Linked DNA regions of Sus scrofa: region 1 is linked to region 2. Evidence: chromatin contacts called from public Hi-C data. All regions are on one chromosome and are shown on one strand. Each heading gives the region's core, a stretch centred on a gene start, on an enhancer-like site or on the middle of the called end of the contact. The rest is flanking DNA. Distances are from core to core; before and after follow the strand shown.

Region 1 (4,292 bases), core at 159-2,658, 150 kb before region 2:
TGCTGACAGCGTTCATCTCTGGTTGGTGGGGTCATTTTAAATGAAGACCAAAACAGAAAAAGACAAATACCATATGATACCACTTATATGTGGAATCTAAAATTTTTGACACAAACGCACCTGTCTACAAAACAGAAACAGACTCATAGACATGGAGAACAGACTAGTGGTTGCCAAGGAGGAGGGGGTGGAGGAGGGATGGACAGGGAGTTTGGGGTTAACAGATGCAAAGCGTTAGATACCGAGAATGCGTAAACAACAGTGTCCTACTGTATAGCACGGGGAACTCTATTCAGTATCTTATAATAAATCACATTGGAAAAGAATATGAAAAAGAATATATATCTATGTATAACGAAGTCGCTTTGCTGTACAGCAAAAATTAATACAACATTGTAAGTCAACTTATACTTCAATAAAATTTTTAAAAATTAGGGGAGTTGCTGTCATGGCTCAGCAGAAACGAATCTGACTAGGAACCATGAGGTTGTGGGTTCTAGCCCTGGCCTTGCTCAGTGGGTTAAGAATCCGGCATTGCCATGAGCTGTGGTGTAGGTCGTAGATGTGGCTGGGATCCTGTGTTGCTGTGGCTGTGGTGTAGGCTGGCGGCTATAGCTCTGATTCCACCCCTAGCCTGGGAACCTCCATATGCCATGGGTGCAGCCCTAAAATGACAGAAAAAAAAAAATTAAAGATTAAAAAATAGAAAGGATAGGAGTTCCCATCGTGGCTCAGTGGTAAACGAATCCGACTAGGAACCATGAGGTTGAGGGTTCCATCCCTGGCCTTGCTCAGTGGGTTAAGGATCCGGCATTGCCATGAGCTGTGGTGTAGGTTGCAGACATGGCTCGGATCCTGCGTTGCTGTGGCTCTGGCGTAGGCCGGTGGCTACAGCTCCGATTGGACCCCTAGCCTGGGAACCTCCATGTGCCATGGGTGCAGCCCTAAAATGACAGAAAAAAAAACAATTTAAAGATTAAAAAATAGAAAGGATGAACAGCAAGGTCCCATGTATAGCACAGAAAACCATATTCACTGTCCTGAGCTGAACCCTGGTGGAGACGGATACAAAAAAGAATGTATATGTACATGTAACTGAGCCACTTGGCTGTGTAGCAGAAACTAACACAACACTGTACGTCGACTACACTTCAAGAAAAAAGTAAATTAAGAACCAAAGGCTAAAGCACAAAAATAAAAAATCTAACAGCAGTCTCTGATCTGTGGGAGTGGGGGTGGGGATCATGCCTTTGGTGGGGGGGCCTTTGCCACAACCTAGACACCGAGAGCTCGGGGGTCTCTTTCTGAAACCCCCCCCAAGCCCAGCTCTAGTGAAGCAGAGCCAGGAAGTGAAGCCGGGCCCCTGCGGTTCCCCCAGGGGCCTGAGCACTGCATTCAAGCGGAGTCACCTTTTCCTTTGGCCGCCTTCCTGGTCGCCTGGCGGATATGAATCAGGTCTCCAGGTCAACGGGATGAGCAGTTTCCCCTGGAAACCCTCCCACCCGGCCCCCTGCCCCGGCCCCCACCCCATGCCCGAGCAGAGGCCCTTCTGACTTCACCGGATGACCAAACGCGGGTGAGAGAGGCCAACAGCCACACGAGAAAGATACAGTCTCACGAATGAAAAAGAAAAAAGCATCTAAGTGGTGATCTCAGTTTTTTTTTTTTAAACTTGGATATCGGTAAGAACACATCATTGAAATTCACTAAAATGTTAGTCATGAGTCTCTCTGTGGGATTCCAAGCGCCTTAAACATTTTTATTTTTGCTTATCCCTGTTTTCTAAATTTTCTACAATAAATAGGCATGATTTTATAAGCTGAGCCTGCCTTCCCTAAACGAATACGTGAACACATGCTTTGCAAGACCCTTGACCTTCTGGGGACCAGGCTTAGGCCTCTTGGTTCTGAGTCAGTGTCCCGGGCAGGAGAGGCGCCAGGTGGTGCAGACACAATAGGTGTCACCTGGTCACTTGCGCCTCATCCTCCTCATCTATTTTAATGCTCAAAGCTGTGTGAGGTGGGTTTTTTCACCTTCATCTTACTGATCCCAAAACCAAGGCCTTTGGCAGGTGTCACTCACTGACCAATGTTAGAAGCTTAGGTTCAAAGTTTGGGGCTTGATTGGAGGTGGCCTCTATCGCATCACAGGTCATTGTGGGGGCAGTTGTGAGGCTGATCACCTGTGGCTCTACCAGTTGGTTGTGTGTTTCAGGAGACTCGCTTCAGATGGAGGTAAGAGGATCTGAGGAGGCGCTGACGTGGGTCCGAGAGGTAGACATCAGGCAGTATTTCTCAGTCCGTGCTCACCTGGGGCATCCAGGTGAGGCAGTCCTTCCTGGGTGGGTCTGTCTACACCTTTCAGGGTGGGCAGCATCCTTGAACCATGTCTACTAAATAGGGCTCCCCCCACCCTATTTCCAGACACCCAGGGGCAATGATGACTTCCCCGGATGAGAGCTACTTCGGGATCCGAGAGGCTCTGCTGTGAAAGGTGACACTCAGAACAGCAATTAGATCAAAGGGCAGATAATGACTGGACAGGGCAGGGACCGGTGAAATGGACTGACCGGTGCTCACTAGGAGCTGCACATCTGCTCAGGCTGATGGGATCCCTGAGCTTTCCCGCAGTCAGCGGCCTAGACCAATGCTTTATTGAGCATCATGAGGCTTATGATTTCATGGGGATGGAAAAAGCAAACCTCTACCTCTGGGCCGCAGCGCGTGTCCCTCCCCCCTCCCTTGAGGTGGCGATGACGAGCCCTTTCGTATCTCAGACCCTCGGGAAGGTCAAATCCTTCCTGACTGGCAATGGGAGCCACCCAGGCAGTACTCATGGGCCCAGCAGCTGTGGCCGCGTCAGGTGCTGGAAATGAGAAAATCTAGGTAGGGCCCTTTCAGAAAGGAGGCAGGCAGCATCAGCAGCCTCGGTCACGCCTCCATCTCCATGGAAACGAGAAGTTTCTTTTAAGTTTCTTTTACGAGCACACAGGGCCTTTGCCCAGATTCCATTTTCACGCGCTGTTTTCTCCTGGAGGTGGTTAAGAAATGAACAACGTTCCCGTTTGCCCAGCAGGAGAGGGGATGGCGTGCTGAGACCCTGTGGGGAGACCCCCTCCCCTAAATCCACAGCAAACCCAGGGAATCACAGGGCGGCTGGGGGAGGGCTTTGCTCCCCACTGCTTTCCCGCCCCGCACTGCGGGCTCTCAGAACCCAGAGCTGGGTGCCGCTTGCTTTATCCTGGGTGGCTTTGGAGCTGCCGTTTGCTTTTCCCTGAGTAAAGATAACTCGGCAAAAGCAGCTCTGATCTTAGTCTCCCCAGCTTGCTAGGTGTTATCTCTCTCTTTCAAGAGCCCAGGGGGAAAGGAAAAAAGATTCAGGAATTCAAGCTGTCTGCTCTGTCCTGCTCAGGCACAGTCGCCCGCTTTGGCGATGGCTGGGCACATTCTCAGGCTCATCCAAGAGGGACTACACCGGTTTCAAGAAAGTGTTTGATTCCATTTTTGTCTCTGAGTCCCAGACAAATTGAGTACTCTAACAGCCCTGTGGGGTTGTGTAAAGTCTCTTCCTCAAGAGAGGATGCTGGGGGGTGGGGGTGGAGCTCAATGCAGCGCTCCAGAAATTTGCTTCCTAGATAACAGTCCAGAAAACATTTTTTGAGGTTTGTAAAAATAGATTTAGTACCTATTTTAATAGTCTCAAGCATCCTAAACAGTCAGGACTCAAATTTATCAGGAACCCCCCACCTCCAAAAAACCAGCTCATCACGGCCTCTTGGTCCGCAAACTTCTCGAGCCTCTAATAATTTTTTTTTTTTGGTCTTTTTGCCCTTTTTTGCCTTTTCTTGAGCCGCTCCCATGGCATACGGAGGTTCCCAGGCTAGGGATCTAATTGGAGCTGTAGCTGCCAGCCTACACCACAGCCACAGCAGCGGGATCCGAGCCGTGGCATCCACAGCTCACGGCCACGCCGGATCCTTAACCCAGTGAGCAAGGCCAGGGATCGAACCCGCAACCTCATGGTTCCTAGTCGGATTCATTAACCACCGAGCCACTACGGGAACTCCTTCAAATCTCTGATAATTTTAAATAGCCATCCACTTTTGACCGAATGACTTACCGGTAATACCTCATCTTTTCTTCTTTACGTTCAGTGTCCCCCATATAAAATCCTGCAAAATAGATTCCTTCCTGAGTGGAAAGCTAGGATTTTTTCTCTCCTGATGATTAAAGAAGCGCACGAGACCTGTGTACCCCTCAGTTGCTTCTTGATTTTAAGGCCAGGATAAGGTT
Region 2 (3,846 bases), core at 682-3,181:
TCCCCCATCTGCACCTGCTGGCCTTGGGAACAGCATCTGACAGATCAGTAGGTTCAACAAAAGAGCTTTCACTTTTGTTTGCATAATCCATAAAATTGGCTGGGACAAACATTCGCCACGACCGTCTGTGCTCTTTTTTTTCGGCCTGACAGCGGGCCCTGGGTACTCCTGTGCTTCGGATGATATCACTATTGAGTTTGAGGGCATCAAATATCATCTTTTCATCCAGTTTGTGAGCCTCGCGGCCTCTGAGCTCAAACGCACTGGAAGAAGCCAGGGCCCCATTGGAGCACAGAGAACTGACCTCCAGCGTCCGGTGGCTGTAGGGTAAAGTCCGGTCGGTGAAATGCCTGGAAGACAGGCTCCCTTTGGAACCAGAGTCGATCTGCTCGTTCAGCCTGACGGTGTCGTAGATGGAGCGCTGGGGGACGTAGCAGTCCTCGATGTTGAGGTCCTCCTCCTCCCCACCCTTCCCCACACAGGGGGGATTCTGACGTAAACAGTCTGGTCTGCTCAGCGGCTTCCCCATTTCCAAGGCAGTTAAGGCAAATGCTGCAGCTCTCGATCCAGAAAGGAGGCAGTAAGGCCACGCATCTTGCAGCAGAGCTCACGGCTTCTCCACGGGACCATCAAGGGTCTCCAGCCCAAAGGTGCACCCCGAATGACACACGTCTTAAGAGACGAAGCATTTAAGGCCATCAGCAGGGCACCAGTGGAAATGCAACCACCCCTCCACTGGTTGTTTGAGAAGGATTCTCAAAAATAAAGTGCATCAAGGACAGAGATCTGTCCTTCTCCTGCCCCACGCCCCCAAGTTCCCTTTCACACACTCCAGAACACAGAAAAAAGAAAACAAATACACACTTAACGGTGGTTCAAACACTCAGAACGTTCTTTTGTCAGTCCATTTCCCTTGTTATTCTAATTCTGCGTCTGAGAGTTCCAGATTAAAATTTCCAAAGGAGCGAGCATCTCGATGGGCTGAATGTTCATTTCAGCGGCCCTCTGGCAAACTGGAACCCGCTTAAAGATGGCTTGCAAAACTCCATCCCTTTTATAAATAAACCAAGGTTCAGAAACTTAAAAGACAAACCGCGGCAACCATGTACTGTTCAGATGAAGGCACAGAACAAGTCTTCGGAGAAAAATAAGTTAAGTCAAGCGCTGCAAGAAAGTTAAAATTTCCTTTTACTCTTTTTGGGAGTAGCTATAAATAATCTCAATCCAAAAGGCAGTTTTTCTTCCCATATTAAGCTTCTTCGAGGCTATTCCCAACTATCCAAAGGGAGGGAAAATAGACTTTTGGACGGCCAGGCCAGCACAATCCAGCAACGGTTTAAAGTAAACAGAAAGCATGGTGGACTCTGAACTCCCCTTTTTTCAAAAAAAAAAAAAAAAAAAATCCATTTTCGGAGAGTTTTATCTGATCCTCCTTAAGACGACTTGTTCCACCTGAGGCAACTGCAGCCGAGAAGAACTCGGGGCTTCTTCCAAGGCGCGGGCAGCAGCAAGGAGGCCGGGGCTCCTCTGGCCGGGCCGGCGTCCCCGAGCCCGCGCGCTCCCCGGGGCGCATCTGCTCCGCGCGCCCCTTGCCACAGGGCCGGGGCTCCCGCTCCGCTGCTACGCACTCCCCAGGCCGGGCTCTGCAGGCATGGCCCCGACTCTGGCCCCGGCCCGTGAGCCTTTCAGGGGGAGGTGCCCCGAGGCTGCGCGCCGGCGAGGCCACCGCCCGCCGGTGACATCAGCGCCAGCCAGACCCCTCCTGGAAGGGGGAGCAGGCGGCTGGGGCTGGGCTCGGCTTGCAGACCTGCTCACCGGGGAGGGGAGGGGAGAGGAGGGCCGCCGGGGAGGGGCCAGCGAGCAGGGGCGGAAGCGACCCACGAATAGGACTAGGAACCAGGGACGGGGACCAGAGCTAGATCTGGTCACTGGGGAAAGCACACCCCAGCACGCTCTGGCGTGGACTCTCAGTGTTTGCTATCTGGATGCACAGTGCGTCTCCCTTCATCTCCCTTCCAAGTGGAATGCAGTGTCCTTCTTCCCCAAGCCCAAGTTCAAGGCGAGTCCACGATCCTTAAGGGTGCCGCACACATGTGAATATTACTAATAACCATGCAGTCCCCGTGGGTATGGCCAGGCTCAGGCAAAGATCAAGAGCAGTTAAGCAACTCTGGGTATAAGGAAACAAAATCACATCCACAGATTTTTATCTACTCAACAAACAGCCTATTAAAAGACTGAAAATAAATCTGGCAAGCCAAATCTTAGCCTTTGGGGGAGGGAGGGGCATTCATAGTTTTATTAAAAATAAGATCAAATCTATCCATTCTTTACGAAATAAGTACCAATGCCAGAATAGAAGACAGCAGGCAGATTTTCTTGCCTCAGTCTCACAAGATAATCATTTGGACATAAGTAAAACTGCTGACCCGAAGTGAAGACAGTTCTAGTAAAAACCGCAGTTCTAGTAAAAACCGCCGTATACTTTCTCTGATGACTTTACAGGCAAGAGGAGGGGAGGAACTTTCGTACTGTTCATGGGAGAGATTATTCCCAAATGATTTTTATAAACCTAAGAACGGAATTTAAAAAAAAAATCTATCTCCAGACACAACTCTGTGGGTAACATACCCACTCAACAAATTATTGAATGCCCCTCAGTAGGTGGCCATGATTAAGTTGGAAAAAAATATGTATAGCCATCTCTAAGGGAAAAGATCCATAGCAATACGATTATGCTGTGGCTCTCACCACGTCAATGCCCACTTTTCATAGCCAAGAAGTACTTCAACAAGCCCTGGATCCTGTGGTGTCTGAGCACACAGGCTGTTCTGACCTGCAGACTATAAGACAAAGAAAAAACGTGCCTACAGTTATCACGTATGAATGGTCAGGCACTAGGCAGGAATTAGCAGAGACTAAAGACCTGCCTGCCAACCTCCACTATCTTGACAGGTAAGAAAGCTACTTATTCATAGCTATGGGCATAATAAAATTTCCATGGAATGGGCAGGAGGGTGTTCCTTGAAACATCCTGAGACCCTCACAGAACCTTTCACAGGGAAGAATAGCCCTCATTCAGCCCACCTTAGGCTCTAACTCTGGGTCCCTAGTTCTATTCCATTCTATTCTATGCCATGTCATGCCATGCCAGTAACCTCACCATTGAGGTGAAGAGTACACCTGTAAAACTGCACAGATAATTCATTCATAAGTTCAACCGTCCATCACACAGGGCTCACTACCTGCCCACTGGCACGGTGAGCCCTCGCCGGTGTAGAGAGAGGCAGCGCCTCCTCTCCTGCACAACGTCAAGTGGAGAAGACGGAGCAGAGGGTGGGTGCAGTACGGCTGGGAAGCAGGAAGTGCCCTGGGAAAATGCCCTGTAAGGATGTGCCATGATTAAATTGCTGTGGGCCTATTTTATTAAACAGATTTCAACTAACACTACCAGTGATGATCCCAACAGATTCTGATTTGAGGTGGAATGTGTACTATTAATGCCCTATTGGTGTTTATGGCAGCAACTTGTATATTTATCTTGTTACCCAGAATCAGATTCCAAAGACCTCTCTGGATGACAGAAAAGAACTCGTACGCAGGGCAGAACTGGACTGGTTTATCTTTTCTTCCTAAATTTGGTTTATTTGACTACTTGAAATGCCTCCGTCTTTAGACGTTTTAGTCCAGGGACTATTATTTACAAATAGGGGGAAAAATGCTCCAAATGGTTGAAAAACGAGGGTAAACTAACGCAGAAGGTGGCACCAACCTCTTTTCAGAAACTTGGGACAGCTTTCACTGACTCAGGCCTTGGGCTCAGAAGAGCATTTGTTTTCAATCATG

Evidence for each region. Hi-C and Micro-C count contacts between places; a contact is called where the count stands out from the background.
Region 1: a Hi-C map of adipose tissue shows a contact between it and region 2, with 4 times the contacts expected there. The contact joins two enhancer-like sites. A contact is called at or near these places in 10 of 47 Hi-C or Micro-C datasets (adipose tissue, embryonic fibroblasts, fetal liver and 5 more) and 1 of 2 datasets of contacts at active chromatin or transcription factors (skeletal muscle).

The regions. Positions count from the first base shown.
Region 1 is chr7:29,360,002-29,364,293 of Sscrofa11.1, reverse strand. No RefSeq gene overlaps it. Among named protein-coding and RNA genes, the nearest start is that of COL21A1, 53 kb to the left of the region's middle. Within about 2 kb of position 1,408, at least 10 of the 83 cell types and tissues checked have an H3K27ac peak or open chromatin away from gene starts, as enhancers often do. A contact at or near this core is called in adipose tissue, where this site is marked.
Region 2 is chr7:29,206,531-29,210,376 of Sscrofa11.1, reverse strand. All of the region lies in intron 61 of DST (dystonin), which reads right to left. Among named protein-coding and RNA genes, the nearest start is that of COL21A1, 210 kb to the left of the region's middle. Within about 2 kb of position 1,931, at least 46 of the 83 cell types and tissues checked have an H3K27ac peak or open chromatin away from gene starts, as enhancers often do. A contact at or near this core is called in adipose tissue, where this site is marked.